Linked DNA regions of Sus scrofa: region 1 is linked to region 2. Evidence: chromatin contacts called from public HiChIP or PLAC-seq data. All regions are on one chromosome and are shown on one strand. The core of a region is the stretch at or near the end of the contact, and the rest is flanking DNA. Distances in the headings are between cores, read along the strand shown.

Region 1 (6,584 bases), core at 885-3,384, 55 kb before region 2:
GGATTAAATGAAGAAACTTATGTAAAAAGATTATCATGATTTTGTTACAAAAGAGCATCCCAATACCTGTGGGTTTTTATTAACCCTTGTTTCTCGGTGCTCCACACCTGCTTTCGGGTGACTCCAAACTGACCTTAAACTCACTTATGAAACACTTCAAGATCTGACTTTACCTCTCCAGCTTCATTTCTCCAATCCCCCCTTCAAACTCCCCATTCCAGACATATCAAGTGCTTGTAATTCCAGGGAAGCAGCCAAGTTTTTTACGGCCCCTTCAAATCTTTGTACTTGTGTTGTTCCCTATGCCTGGCTCTCTCTTCTCTCCTGGATAACTCCTGTGTATCATTCATGTCTCAGCTTGGACAGCTCCAGGTCCATGATTCTGGGCAGAGGAGTCTCTTTGGCAGCTTCCCTGACATCGCACTTCAGACACCGTCTAGTCATTGCCTGGTTCCCTGTCTCAGTCGCTCTCCTGACTGGGATCTCTTTGAAGCAAGGGATGCTGTGTTGCTCTCTGCAGAGTTTCTAGAACCTACTACAGTGCCTGACATCCAACAGGAACTCCATAATGTTTGTCCAGTTTGTGACTAACGTCGTGAATTGTTTAGCACTAATGTGGAAAAGGAGTCTCATTTTCTCTTCCTTCCCAGGTAATCATGTATTGTTCTTTTATTTATTTATTTATTTTTATTTTATTTTTTTGTGTGTTTTTTTTTGCCTTTTCTAGGGCTGCTCCTGCGGCATATGGAGGTTCCCAGGCTAGGGGTCTAATTGGAGCTGTAGCCTCTGGCCTACACCACAGCCATAGCAACTCAGGATCCGAGCCACATCTGCGACCTACACCACAGCTCACAGCAATGCTGGATCCTTAACCCACTGAGCAAGGCCTGGGATCAAACCCACAACCTCATCGTTCCTAGTTGGATTCGTTAACCACTGAGCCACGACAGGAACTCCATGTATTGTTCTTTTAAAAAATTTTTACTGTGTGTGGTTTACAATGCTCTGCCAGTTTCTGCTGTATATCAAAATGACCCAGTCATTTGACCTATACACACACACACACACACACACACACACACACACACACACACCCATGTATTATTCCTTCTGTTTGAACAGGGAGTACTTGCACATGGAATAAAATTTAACAGTTATATGTGTATATACACACACACACACATTCCCTTTCTATATTATCTTCCGTTATGGTCTGTCCCAAGAGACTGGATATAGTTCCCTGTGCTGTACAATAGAACCTCATTGCTTATCCATTCTAAGGGAGTTTGCATCTACTAAGCCCAAACTCTCACCCCACTCCCTCCCTCATCCCCCTTGGCAACCATGTATTACTCCTTCTGTTTAAATAGGGAGTACTTCCAAATGGAATAAAATTTAAAATTTATCAAAGAAGAGTAAGGCTCCCTTTCCTTCCCTCCAACCACCCAGTTTCCCTTCCTATAGACAATCTCTCAGAGATGTCCAACTATGCATTTTATTTATTTACTTTTTTTGCTATGGCATGTGGAGGTTCCTAGGCTAGGGGTTGAATCAGAGCTGCAGCTGCCGGCCTATACCACAACTCACAGAAATGCCGGATCGTTAACCCACTGAGCAGGGCCGGAGCTCGAACCCATGTCCTCCGAGATACTAGTCCAGTTTGTTAACCACTGAGCCATGACGGGAACTCCCAACTCTGTATTTTAAACAGAGCCTTTGTAATTTAGAGCTACTCGGACTCAGTCTGAGCAATCAGTAAGTGTCCTCTCAATTAACCAAATTCCACTTTCCTACTCAAGAAAATTGACTTACTGGGGCAGGAAACATACTTTTGATTCTCCTCAAAGGTAGCAAGGTAGAAAGTGGGAAAATCTCATCGATCCCAGCATGCCCACCACTCCTGAATCTCCTAAAGTGTATGCACATGCGCACACATGTGCACGCGCGCACACGCACACACAGTTAAAGCAGAAGTATAGGAATGCTCTAGGGGACCTCCTCTGACGCAGTCCCCTGCAAAGCCTCACCCTCTCACTATCTTGAGAAATCTGAATGAGGGGGAGGGTCAGGTCCAATTTCAGGCTTCCTCCTCTCTCCCCAATAAGAGGAAGCAAAGTTCAATGCTTAGTCACTTCCCATTGGGTTGGGCTCTACCTGGGGGGCTGAGTCACACACAGGTGCCAGGGAGGGAGAGGTGCTGGCCAATATGACACATTTGCCTGCCCCGGAAGGAGATTAGCCACTGGGGATTTCAGGGACCACTGCAAGTCTGATGGTGGATACTAAGAATCCCTGCTGCTCTGTGATTCTCTTTGGAGTCCCAGGCCGGGGCAAGGGCTTAGGGTATAGAGTCAAGAATCCAGGGCCTCTTTGCGTGTCTAAGTCCCAGGCACTTGGTGGGTCCACAACAAATGTTACTTCCCTTCTCCTCTCTCTGAGTTGAGGAGAAAGGCCAGGGCCTGAGGAACACCAGTAAGTATGTTGATCCCAAGGAAGCCTCAGTGACTGATGAAATATCTAAGCCAGGGTCTGCCTGGAGCTAGCCAGATGTGACCACCTCAACCCTGGAAGAGGCTGGACTCCAGACTGGGAAACTTCACCTCTGCTTGACTTTCACTGTCCCTGAGGCAACAGTTTCCTCTCACATTAAGTTATGCTAAGTATAGTAGGCTAAATAGTGGCCTCCCAAAGCTGTCTGTGTCTTAATCCCTGGGATTTATGAGTATGTTATCTCACATGGCAAAGGAGACTTTGCAGAAATGATTAAATTAGAGATCTCAAGACGGGGAGATTGTCCTTAATTATCCAGGGGGACCCAATATAGTCGTGAAGGTCCTTGTAAGAGGGAAATAGAAGGACCAGAGAGAGAGGAAGGGATGTCATGAAAGAAGCAGAGATGAGAGAGATATGAAACCACAAGTCAGGGAATATGGGCAGCCTTTAGAAGCTGGGAAAGGCATAGAAACAGATTCTGTATAGAGCCTGCTGTTTCATTTTGGACTTTTGACCTATTGAACTGTAAGATAATACATTTCTATTATTTGAAGCCGCTAAGTTTATGGTCCTTAGTTAAGCAACCATTGGAACTAATGCAGATTTTGGTACCAGGAATAGGATGCTAGTGTAACAAATACCTTAAAAACCAAGTGGCTTTGGAATTAGGCAGTAGGAGATAAATGGAAGAATTTTTTTTTTTTTTTTTTTTTTTTTTTTTTTTTTTTTTTTTGTCTTTTTGCCATCTCTTGGGCTGCTCCACATGCCGCGGGGTCTAATCGGAGCTGTAGCTGCCAGCCTACGCCAGAGCCACAGCAACGAAAGATCCAAGCCGCGTCTGCGACCTACACCACAGCTCACGGCAACGCCGGATTTTCAGCGCACTGAGCAAGGGCAGGGATTGAACCCGCAACCTCATGGTTCCTAGTTGGATTCATTAACCACTGCACCACGATGGGAACTCCCAAGAATTTTTAGAAGAATGATAGAAAAAGCCTAAGTTGCCTTGAACAGCCTGTTAGTAGAACTATTTGGGTGTTAAAAACTCTACTGGTAAAGGATAAGAAGGAAGTGAAGAACACGGTAGAGAAAATTTATATTGTTTTAGTTAATATATAAATCATAAACAAAATGTTGGTAAAAAATATGGACATTGAAGATGCAGCTGGTGAGGGCCTGGAAATGAGGAATTTTATTTTTTATTTTTTGGAAACAAGAGGGGGGTGGTCTTTGCTATATAATGGCAGAAAACTTAGCTACATTGTATCCTATAGTTCTATGTAAAACAGAACTAATGAGGCATGAACTTGGATATTTAGCTTAGGAGAGTTCCAACCAAAGTGTTAAAGGTATAACGTAGTTTACGTTTGATCTTTACAGTAAAATGTGATGGAATTCCTGTGTGCCTCAGTGGGTTAAGGATCCAGCATTATCACTGTAGTGGCTCAGGTTGCTGCTGTGGCTAGGGTTCAATCTCTCGTCCGGAAACTTCTGTTTGCAGTGGGTGTGGCCAAATATATATATGAGAGGAAAGAAGTAAATTGAGGGAAGAACTCTAAATAAAAAGGAACCATGACTTAGTGGTTTGGGAAATTCTCCACCTATACATACTGGAAAAGATGCTAAATTAGGAGAGTCACTGTCAGTAAAGAATACTCTAGAGAGAAAGTCAAAGGTGTGGCTGGGCAACCTTTTGTTAATGCCTTGGAGGGATCAAAAGGTCAGAGTATTCAGTAGTTCAGAGGGCTCTTAGAAGGGACTGGGCATGTTACTCATAGAGCCCCACAACCATCTCAACAGAATCCAGAAATAGATATGGGATCACCAAAACAAAAAAACTGGAGCATTGTGGCTCATTGTTAACGAACCTGACTAGTATCCGTGAGAACGCGGTGTTGCCATGAGCTGTGGTGTAGGTCACAGATTCAGGTCAGATCCCTCGTTGCTGTGCTATAGGCTGGTGGCTACAGCTCTGATTTGACCCTTCACCTGGAATTTCCTTATGCTGAGGGTGCAGCTCTAAAAAGACCAAAAAAAAAAAAAAAAATCTATAGGGGAGTCTCTTGTCTAATGGAGTCAATGCCTATGACATATGTGGAAGACCCACAGGCTTCTTGAGAGTTTTATACAAGCAGAAAAACTGCCAGTTTGGATTGAAAGAAGGAAAGCCAAGAGCTAACTGGACATTAAAATCACTTGAGGGGGAAAAAATTGTAACTGCAATGTATACATCTAAGGATAACCTGACCCCCTTGCTGTACAGTGGGAAAATAAAAAATAAAATAAAATAAAATAAAATCACTTGGGGGAGTTCCGTTGTGACTCAGCGTACAAACCTGACTAGTAAAGTTCTCCAGGTTCAATCCCTGGCTCAGTTCAGTGGGTTAAGGATCTGGCATTGCCATGAGCTGTGTGGTAGGTTGCATACATGGCTTAGATCTGGTGTGGCTGTGGCTGTGGCGTCTAGCTAGCAGCTACAGCTCCAGTTTGACGCCTAGCCTGGGTCAAACTTTTTAGGTGGGACCCTAAAAAGCCAAAAGAAATCATTTGGGTGGGGGTAGATGGGACCAGTTGTAAAAAATACTGAAGCCCCAACCCAGACCAATTAAATTGTATTCTCTTAAGGTGGGGTTCGGAAATCAGGTCTTTATTAAACCACCCCAGGTGATCCTAATGTGCATCCATCATTGGGAACACCTGGGAACCTGTTGCTCCGGGGTTATCAAACTTTTGCTTGCAGAAGAATCACCTGGAGAACCCTGACTGTGGATGCCAGGGCCTCAGGTCTAGAGTCTGGTTCAATACATCTGACACTCAGATCCTGCTTTTCTAACAAGTTCCCCAGAGGTTCCAATGCAGGTGGCATTGGGAACTTGAGACATTTCCACAGACTTCTATCCGTTCCCTCCTCAGGAGACTCACCGAATTGATAAAAATGCATTCCTCAGACCGATGATTCTCAATCTTTGATTAATATCAGAATCACAACGTAGAGAGCTTGCTAAAACTACTCTTGCCCAGCTAGGAACCCCATTTTGTTTAACCAGGTGAACACGCTCCTCAGGTGGTTCGAATGCATCCTAAAGCCTGAGAATCTAGCACCTTGGATGGGTGGGTCTCAAACTTGAGTATGTAACAGAATCACCTGGTGGTCTTGTTTAAACACAGGTTGCTGGCCATACCCCTGCAGTTTCTGAGTGGGTGGGGCCTGATACACTTGTTTGCATTTGTAACAAATGCTAGGTGATGCTGAAGTTGCTGATGTAAGGACGGGACTTGGAGAACCACTGCTTTAGATGGATGTTCTAAGCAAAGGGTTTATCCCATCCTGTGTCTCCATCTATCCTTTCTCATTCTCTCAGCCATGGAGGAGTCCAGCCAAGGGGAGAGAAAAGGCTGAGAAAAGTGCCTGAGGGAGTCCTGACAGGGCTATAAGAGGAGGCTGTCGGAGCAGGACTTCTGGTAAGTTCACCACTGGGGCATCCTGGGATAATTCTCATAGCTCTGCAAGGCCAGGGGTGGTGGCCAAATTCCAGTGGAGAATAAAAGTGATCTGATCAATAGCTGTTAACTCTACATATACGTGCAGCTCCACTTGGACTCATAAGCTTAGCGCTTCCCTGGCAGAGCCTCTCAACCCATGATAATACGGCGTATACAGGTATAGTGAGGAGTACCAGAAAATCTGAGGCTGGGGCTGACCCTTGTCACCAAGCTAATTAGGGGGAGAGCCAAGCTGGAGCTAGAGTCCTGTTCACCCACGGCATTGACCCCAGCTTATACACATGCTCTGGGGAGAGAGAGCTAAAGAGACTATAGAGCGAGGATGAGGAGAGCCAGGTGAGAGAGGAAAGGTATTCCCTTTCCTTTATATTAAGTGGAAATGAGAACCTAAGGGCAATTGGCAAACCGCAGGGAAGGGGGATGGAGAGATTAAGCTGAAAACCGCATCAGCCAGAGTTCTTACAAAATCCACTTCATTTTCACACTTTGCATGCAGAACGTGGCTATGTGCCAAGTGCATATGATCTTCCCAAACACCAGAAGTCATGTCTCAATTCTAGGAAGCCAGAAGGCAAACAGCTAGATCC
Region 2 (6,507 bases), core at 2,561-5,060:
AACAGATGATTGGTTTAAGAAGATGTAGTTATAGGAGTGGTGCCTGGTGGCACAGTGGGTGAAGGATCCCCCGCATTGTCGCTGCTGTGGTGCATGTTCATTCCCTGCCCCAGGAACTTCCACGTACCATGGGAAAGACACCCCCCAAAAAAAGGTAAGGTGTGGTGTTTATATACAATGCAGTATTACTCAGCAGTAAAAAGAATGAAATTACTGCCATTTTCAGCAACAATGGATGGACCTGGAGATTATCATACTAAGTGAAGCAAGTCAGACAGAGAAACACAAATATCATGTGATATTACTTGTATGTGGAATCTAAAAGATAATACAAATGAATTTCTTGACAAAAAAACAGACTCAGAGACATAGAAAACAAACTTAAAGTTATCGAAGGGAAAAGGCGGGGGGGGAGGGATAAATTAAGAGTATGGCATTAACAGATACACACTGCTATGCATAAAATAGATAAGCAACAGGGATTTACTGTATAGCACAGGGAATTAGAGTTAATATCTTATAATAATGGAGAATAATGTTTTTTCTTTTTTTTTTTTTTCATCTTTTTGCCATTTCTAGGGCCGCTCCCTTGGCATATGGAGGTTCCCAGGCTAGGGGTCTAATCTGAGCTGTAGCCGCTGGCCTACACCAGAGCCACAGCAACGCCAGATCCGAGCCACATCTGTGACCTACTCCACAGCTCACGGCAATGCCAGATCCTTAACCCACTGAGCAAGGCCAGGAATCGAACCCACAACCTCATGGTCCCTAGTTGGATTCGTTAACCACTGAGCCACGACAGGAACTCCAATAATGGAAAATAATCTGGAAAAAAATATATATATAACTAAAACACTTTGGTGTATACCTGAAACTATCATAATATTGTAAAGCAACTCTACTTTAGTGAAAAGAAACCCTAACTTTCAACTGCTCCATTTCACTCAACTCGGAAAAGTAAGTACTTTTATACTCTAAAATTATATTCCAAAATCAGGGAGGGAAGCGTCTTTCATTCGGGGGCAGACTCATGGTGTAATTTTCAGAGCCTTCCAGGAGAAAGATCAGCAGAATGACGGAAGCGTCCACCTAGTGAGGCCCCTCTGGTGATTATCAGGGCATCCACGTCCTGTGTAATTCCCTGTTCCCTGCACTATGGGCATGGCCTGAGTGCTGGTGCTCCCCAGGGGCTGGCTGTACCAGAACATCGAAACTCTCGGACCCTGGGAGGTTACCATAGATACTGATGCGCAGGAAGCTGGTGAACTTGTTATTATTTATATGTAGGCTTCCGGTAATTGCTGTGGGGTGGCTGGAGGTTGTGTGGGTGCTACAGCTATGGGGATCAAGGAGGGTATCTGTCAGGGTGTGTTTGTGTGTACACACAAAGGTATCTGTAGGCTCCAAATGGCCACTGTGGCCACATTGGAGTCTGAGCTGATGAGAGTGGCAGGAGTCGGGGGGGAGTGAGGTAGTACTTGTTTTTGGTTATTTGGGGTCAAGGGGTGGTCTGGCTGCAGGCGAGACATGTGGAAGTTCCTGGGCCAGGGATCAAACCTGTGCAGCAGCTGTGACCTGCGTCACAGCCTTGGCAACACCAGATCCGTAACCTGCTGCCCCACACAGGAACTTCCTGAGAGGTGAGGTGGTAAAACTCTTACTCTCAGTTGGGAACAGGTCAGGGTTGTAGTCCTGTTTTTTCTGTTTTCCCCTGGGACAGCCTAGGGCCCTCCACGGCAGCCCTGGTCTCTGCTTGTTCTGACCTCTCTGTATCTTCTCACTCCACCTTACATTAGTGAATATAAAGTTTCAGCATCTGGAGGTCAGGAACCAAGTTGCCTTGAGGGCTCAGGAAGGGCACATTGATGACTAACTAATATGCAGGCCCTGTTACTGGAGTGCAGACATGAAGGCTGGCCATTGCTTCTGCCCTTAATGTGGATGATTTACTGTCATCCTCATGTACACAATCTCATTGCCCTGCCACACACTGGGACTTGGAACCAGGCCCTTACCCAGGTGCTTCAAGATAGGAAGTGGCCCTACTCCCCAGCGCTTTATTTCCTGTTGCCCTGGGAAGGGGTGGGGCATGATATTGTCACCTCAACCCTTTTCTTCTGCCCTCTACCCTCCTCCCAGGCAATCAGTTAGTGCTTTACCTCTCATATCCCTTTAATTGCCTCCACTGGGCAGTCTGGTTCTCAGACCAGCTCCAAGGGCAGCTGGGTGAGAAGAGAGGAACCCTCCAGGGGAGCTTTGCTCCACCCACCCCCTCAGGGAAGCAGCCTAGGAGGAGGCTAGGATGCCTCTCAGCCTCTCAGTTGTCTGCTCTGGGTGATCCAGCCTGTCAACTGGGATGCCTGACTCCCAGGGGGAGTCCCCTGTAATTCAGACTGAGCTGCAGCATTGAGCTGAGCTCTGCCCTGCCCAGCAGGAGCTGGCCTCTGACTTGGGGTACAGCTGCCCGGGCAGGTCAGGAACCTGCCCAGCCTGTTTCTCCTCCACTAAGACAGTTATGTGCCTCAGTCCTACCATCCTCTGACAATGGGGAAAGAGAAAGGGATGGTAACTCCTGCCAGAGCCCCAAAAAGTAGCCTCATTCACAAATATTTACTGAGGGTCTGGATCTAAGTATACAGTGGTGAAGGAGGCAGAGGCCCTGCCCTATTACAATTCAGTGAGACAGCAAATATTAAACAAATAGCTACCACTGTTCTAATTAGGTATCAGGTACTATTCTAAGTACTTTATGTGATTTAGTCCTTTTAATACTCCAAACTCTGTGAGGTAGTTAGTTACTATTATTCTTTATTATCAGTTTTCAGATAAGGTAACTGAAGCAAATTAGAAAGTGACTTTTCTAATGTCACATAGCTGATCAGTGAGTTGCCCAGGAATCCAAGCCAGGCAGTCTTACCCCAGAGTTCCCTCAGACAGCCATGCTCTAGCTCTACTGCCTCTCACAGCAGTAAACATATCATTACACAATGTGATGAGTGCCATAAAATAAAAATAAAGGGTGCTTGCAAAAAAATGGGGCTATTTTCTCCTTCCTTCCACCTGCTCTTCTAGCCCACAGCACACAAAACCTTTTCTACATGGTTCCCACTTCATCCCTTTCATTGCTGGCAGGAGAGAACATTCTCTCTTCTCTAAGACTGGAGTGCAGGAAGGCAGAGTTCCACTTGCATCCTTGGCTCTGGCCTGGTCTCCCTGAACAAACCGTGCCTGAAAGGTTTTATCTAATAATGGCCTTGATGCTTACACAAGTCTAGACTGTCAGCTTCCCGAGGGAAGGCAGCTGAGAGCTGGCTCTGCACAGACTGGGGGCGCTTCGTGAGTGTGCTGTCTAAAACCTGCTTTTTGACCTTGGCTCTCTCCCCACATGGTGTGAGCCGGACTCGGGGCTTAGGACCCGTGCGTAGCGACCCGCCAGAGAACTCAATGGGCCAGACCTCTGCATACTCCCAACACACACACACTCGCACGCACATTCTGAGCACTTGTAGGGTCTGCCCTGGGACTAGCCCACAGGTCGCGAACCTTTCAGCCCCGCCTGGGTAGGTAGCCCAGGACTGAGACCCCCGCCCCGCGATCCCCTTTACTCCCCAGCGATCACAGCCCAGCTCCGGCTGCTCCCTGGGCGGGGCGGGGCCCGCGGCGGGAGGCCCCTCCCCGGGGGCGGTCCGGGGGCCGGGCGGGGGGCCGGCGGGGCTGGGGGCGGGGCGGGCGGGCGGCGCGGGGGTGTTCCTCCCTCCCTCGCTCTCCCCGGTAAAGTCTCGCGGTGCTGCCGGGCTCAGCCCCGTCTCCTCCTCTTGCTCCCTCGGCCGGGCGGCGGTGACTGTGCACCGACGTCGGCGCGGGCTGCACCGCCGCGTCCGCCCGCCCGCCAGCATGGCCACCACCGCCACCTGCACCCGCTTCACCGACGACTACCAGCTCTTCGAGGAGCTCGGCAAGTACGGTCCGCCCGCCGCCGGCCGGGGCCCCCCACCCTGCTCTAGCCGCCCGGGCGCTATGCGGCTCCTCGCCCCGCCCCCCCGCCCTGCACCGGCCGCTGCAGCGCCCCCTCGGCCTGCCCCACCCCCAGCCTTTCCCGCCAGCCGCCTCTGGGGGCCCCTTCGCCCCCAGCTCCTTGCCCCGCAGTCCCCTCCGCGCCCTGCAGCAGCAGCTGCCCGGGCTGCTGCACCCCGCGCTGCCGCGGAGACTGCAGCCCCTGGACCGCTCCTGGGCGCCCTCCAGCCCCGCCCCTCCCTCACCCTTCAGGCACCCCACATCCCGACCCCGCCTGCTCACTGCCCCCTCCCCACCCTGTTCACGAGCTCACTCAGCATCCTGTCCCATGTTCCACTCGCCTGGCGCTCAGGACCCTCCCCGGCCCTGCAGCTCTAACCCTGCTGCGGTGCCGGAGTGTGGGGGGATGTTTGGTGCCCAGCCCCGCCCCCGGCTGTTGCCGCTTCCAGGATCCCAGCCCCGCTGCTGGGCAGTGCTGCAGCACCCCAGTCCCCTCCCCCAATCCCTGCAGTGGTCCCGGGAGCCGCGCGCCGCAGCCGCAGCATCCCCCTCCCCTCCGCACTGAGCTGGCCGCTGCAGCAGCCCCGGTCCCCCCCCACCCCACCCCGCGGCTCCGAGCCCGGCCACTGCAGCCCCCGCCCTGCCCGCCCCCCTAGACGTTTCCAGAGCTGGAGAGTGCGAGCTCCTATTCGGGGGAGGGGGGACATAGAGGGAAATGTCATGGGGAAGGGGAGCTGTTGATGTCTGAAACCCACAGCTGGACTCCCTCTTTCCCTGCTGTCTGTTGAGCCGGTAAACGCAGTGGGGTGAAGCCGGTTGAGGGGGATTTGAGCCTCACTTTCCTCACCTTCCCCCATGGTTGAGGAAGATTTCTCTCTCAGGGGATTATACCCTCTTTTAATTAATCTCTTCTCCTACCCTCGACTGTTCTGCTGAGAAAAGGGCAGGGTCTCTTCCCTTCTCCGGGTTCTGTTGGCTGGGACTGCAGGGCTGTCTGAGAAGCAGCAGGTGTGTGTTTTATGCATCTCCCACCAGCTCTTGACGCACAGCCTGAGGTTAGGGCTGTTGCTTTGCCCAGCGGCTAGATGTGGGCATGAGAGTAGGGTGGTCCTCCACCCACATTTGTGGAGTGTCCCACAGAGGCCACATCCTTCTGCCCCATGTTGGTTGGTGATAGTCACCACCCATGGTGATAGTCACTATGCTGATGTGTGTGTGTGTTATTTTGACTAAAGTCTGGTGATGGGAGCAAAGCTGTCCTCAGATCTGAAGTGTGTTTGTGTCTCTCTGCTCTGCTCCGTGTCCCAGTTCTTTCCCTCTTCTCCCTCCAGGGGTGCTTTCTCTGTGGTCCGCAGGTGTGTGAAGAAAACCTCCACGCAGGAATATGCAGCAAAAATCATCAATACCAAGAAGTTATCTGCCCGGGGTGAGTATTCCCCATCTTGGCCTCTCCCTGGGGTGCCTCCAAGGGTTATGGATTCTTCTAAAGATGCTCCAGGAGTTGGGGATTGTGTGTTTTAGCACTTGGAGAAGAGTTGGTATTTCGGGGTGGGTAGACTTTGAAACCAGACAAGAAGTTGTATGGAGACCAAGTAGAAGAGAATGAAGATGTAAGAGATGTAGCTTTCTTTAGGGGAAAATGGTGCCTGAAGGCTCAAATGAGTTTGGTTTTTATGGAGGGAGAGGATAAGGGGAGTGGTAGGTGGCTTTGCATGGAGAGCTTTACATTTGGGGCATTTGGAGTCTCTGTATTTGGGTCAGTGGTAGTCACTCCAGACCTGTCCTAGTCCCTGTGCCCCACTGGTGACTTAAGATGGAAATGCAGTAAGTGAACAGCTCTGACAAAGCCAGCCTCCCCTTGCCCACCAGGCGGCAGAACAGACTCCCAAGGGAAGGGAATCTGTAAACATCAGGGGAGGCTGCTTCTGGCGAGGGCTTCTCGGGAACAAATCCTGCCAGATGAACTTGATTGCTTTTTTGATCAAATTACAAAGTTGGTGGTGCAGCAGCAGATGCAGTCTGTCCTGGGTGGAGGGTGATGCCTCATGATCTGGAAATCTCAGTGGGCTGGTCTGGGTGGGAGCAGCATGGCCTCGGGATTTGAGGATTGTGAAGTCAGGCCTGAGAGCCTGGCTTGTGAGATCCTCCCAAGTACCTAGGCTGGGAGGGTCAGGCCCTGTCTTTCACACCTTGAACCTACACTCCCTGCACCTTGTTTTTGGGTGCTTGCCAAAGTCACCTCATCTGATAGGTATAGACCTATCAGTGTGTGGAGTGCTCTGTGAACAGGTGTGGTGAGCATGGAGGTATGTGGATGGGTCAGGTCATCAAGGGCTGCAGGGTGCAGCACGGGGACAAAGGTTATGAGACTCAGAGAAAAGAATTAAGAGCAGGCAATAGGATGCCGTAAGTATATTAGGAGCCAGGACGGATGCCATGAGGAAGATATGGGCCATGGCTAGTAATGATCTGGGCGTCTCTGGGTTAAGAGAT

The links. HiChIP or PLAC-seq counts read pairs in DNA pulled down with a chosen protein or histone mark.
Region 1: a contact with region 2 is called in an H3K27ac HiChIP or PLAC-seq map of alveolar macrophages. The contact joins the enhancer-like site here to the promoter of CAMK2G in region 2. A contact is called at or near these places in 29 of 47 Hi-C or Micro-C datasets (adipose tissue, alveolar macrophages, blood and 13 more) and 2 of 2 datasets of contacts at active chromatin or transcription factors (alveolar macrophages and skeletal muscle).

The regions. Positions count from the first base shown.
Region 1 is chr14:76,642,806-76,649,389 of Sscrofa11.1, reverse strand. All of the region lies in intron 2 of LOC102160869 (atherin-like), which reads left to right. Among named protein-coding and RNA genes, the nearest start is that of PLAU, 17 kb to the right of the region's middle. Within about 2 kb of position 2,134, at least 6 of the 83 cell types and tissues checked have an H3K27ac peak or open chromatin away from gene starts, as enhancers often do. A contact at or near this core is called in alveolar macrophages, where this site is marked.
Region 2 is chr14:76,589,847-76,596,353 of Sscrofa11.1, reverse strand. CAMK2G (calcium/calmodulin dependent protein kinase II gamma) reads left to right here and starts at 3,810. Exons shown (of 21, transcript NM_214193.1): 1 at 3,810-3,959; 2 at 5,346-5,440. The coding sequence starts at 3,895.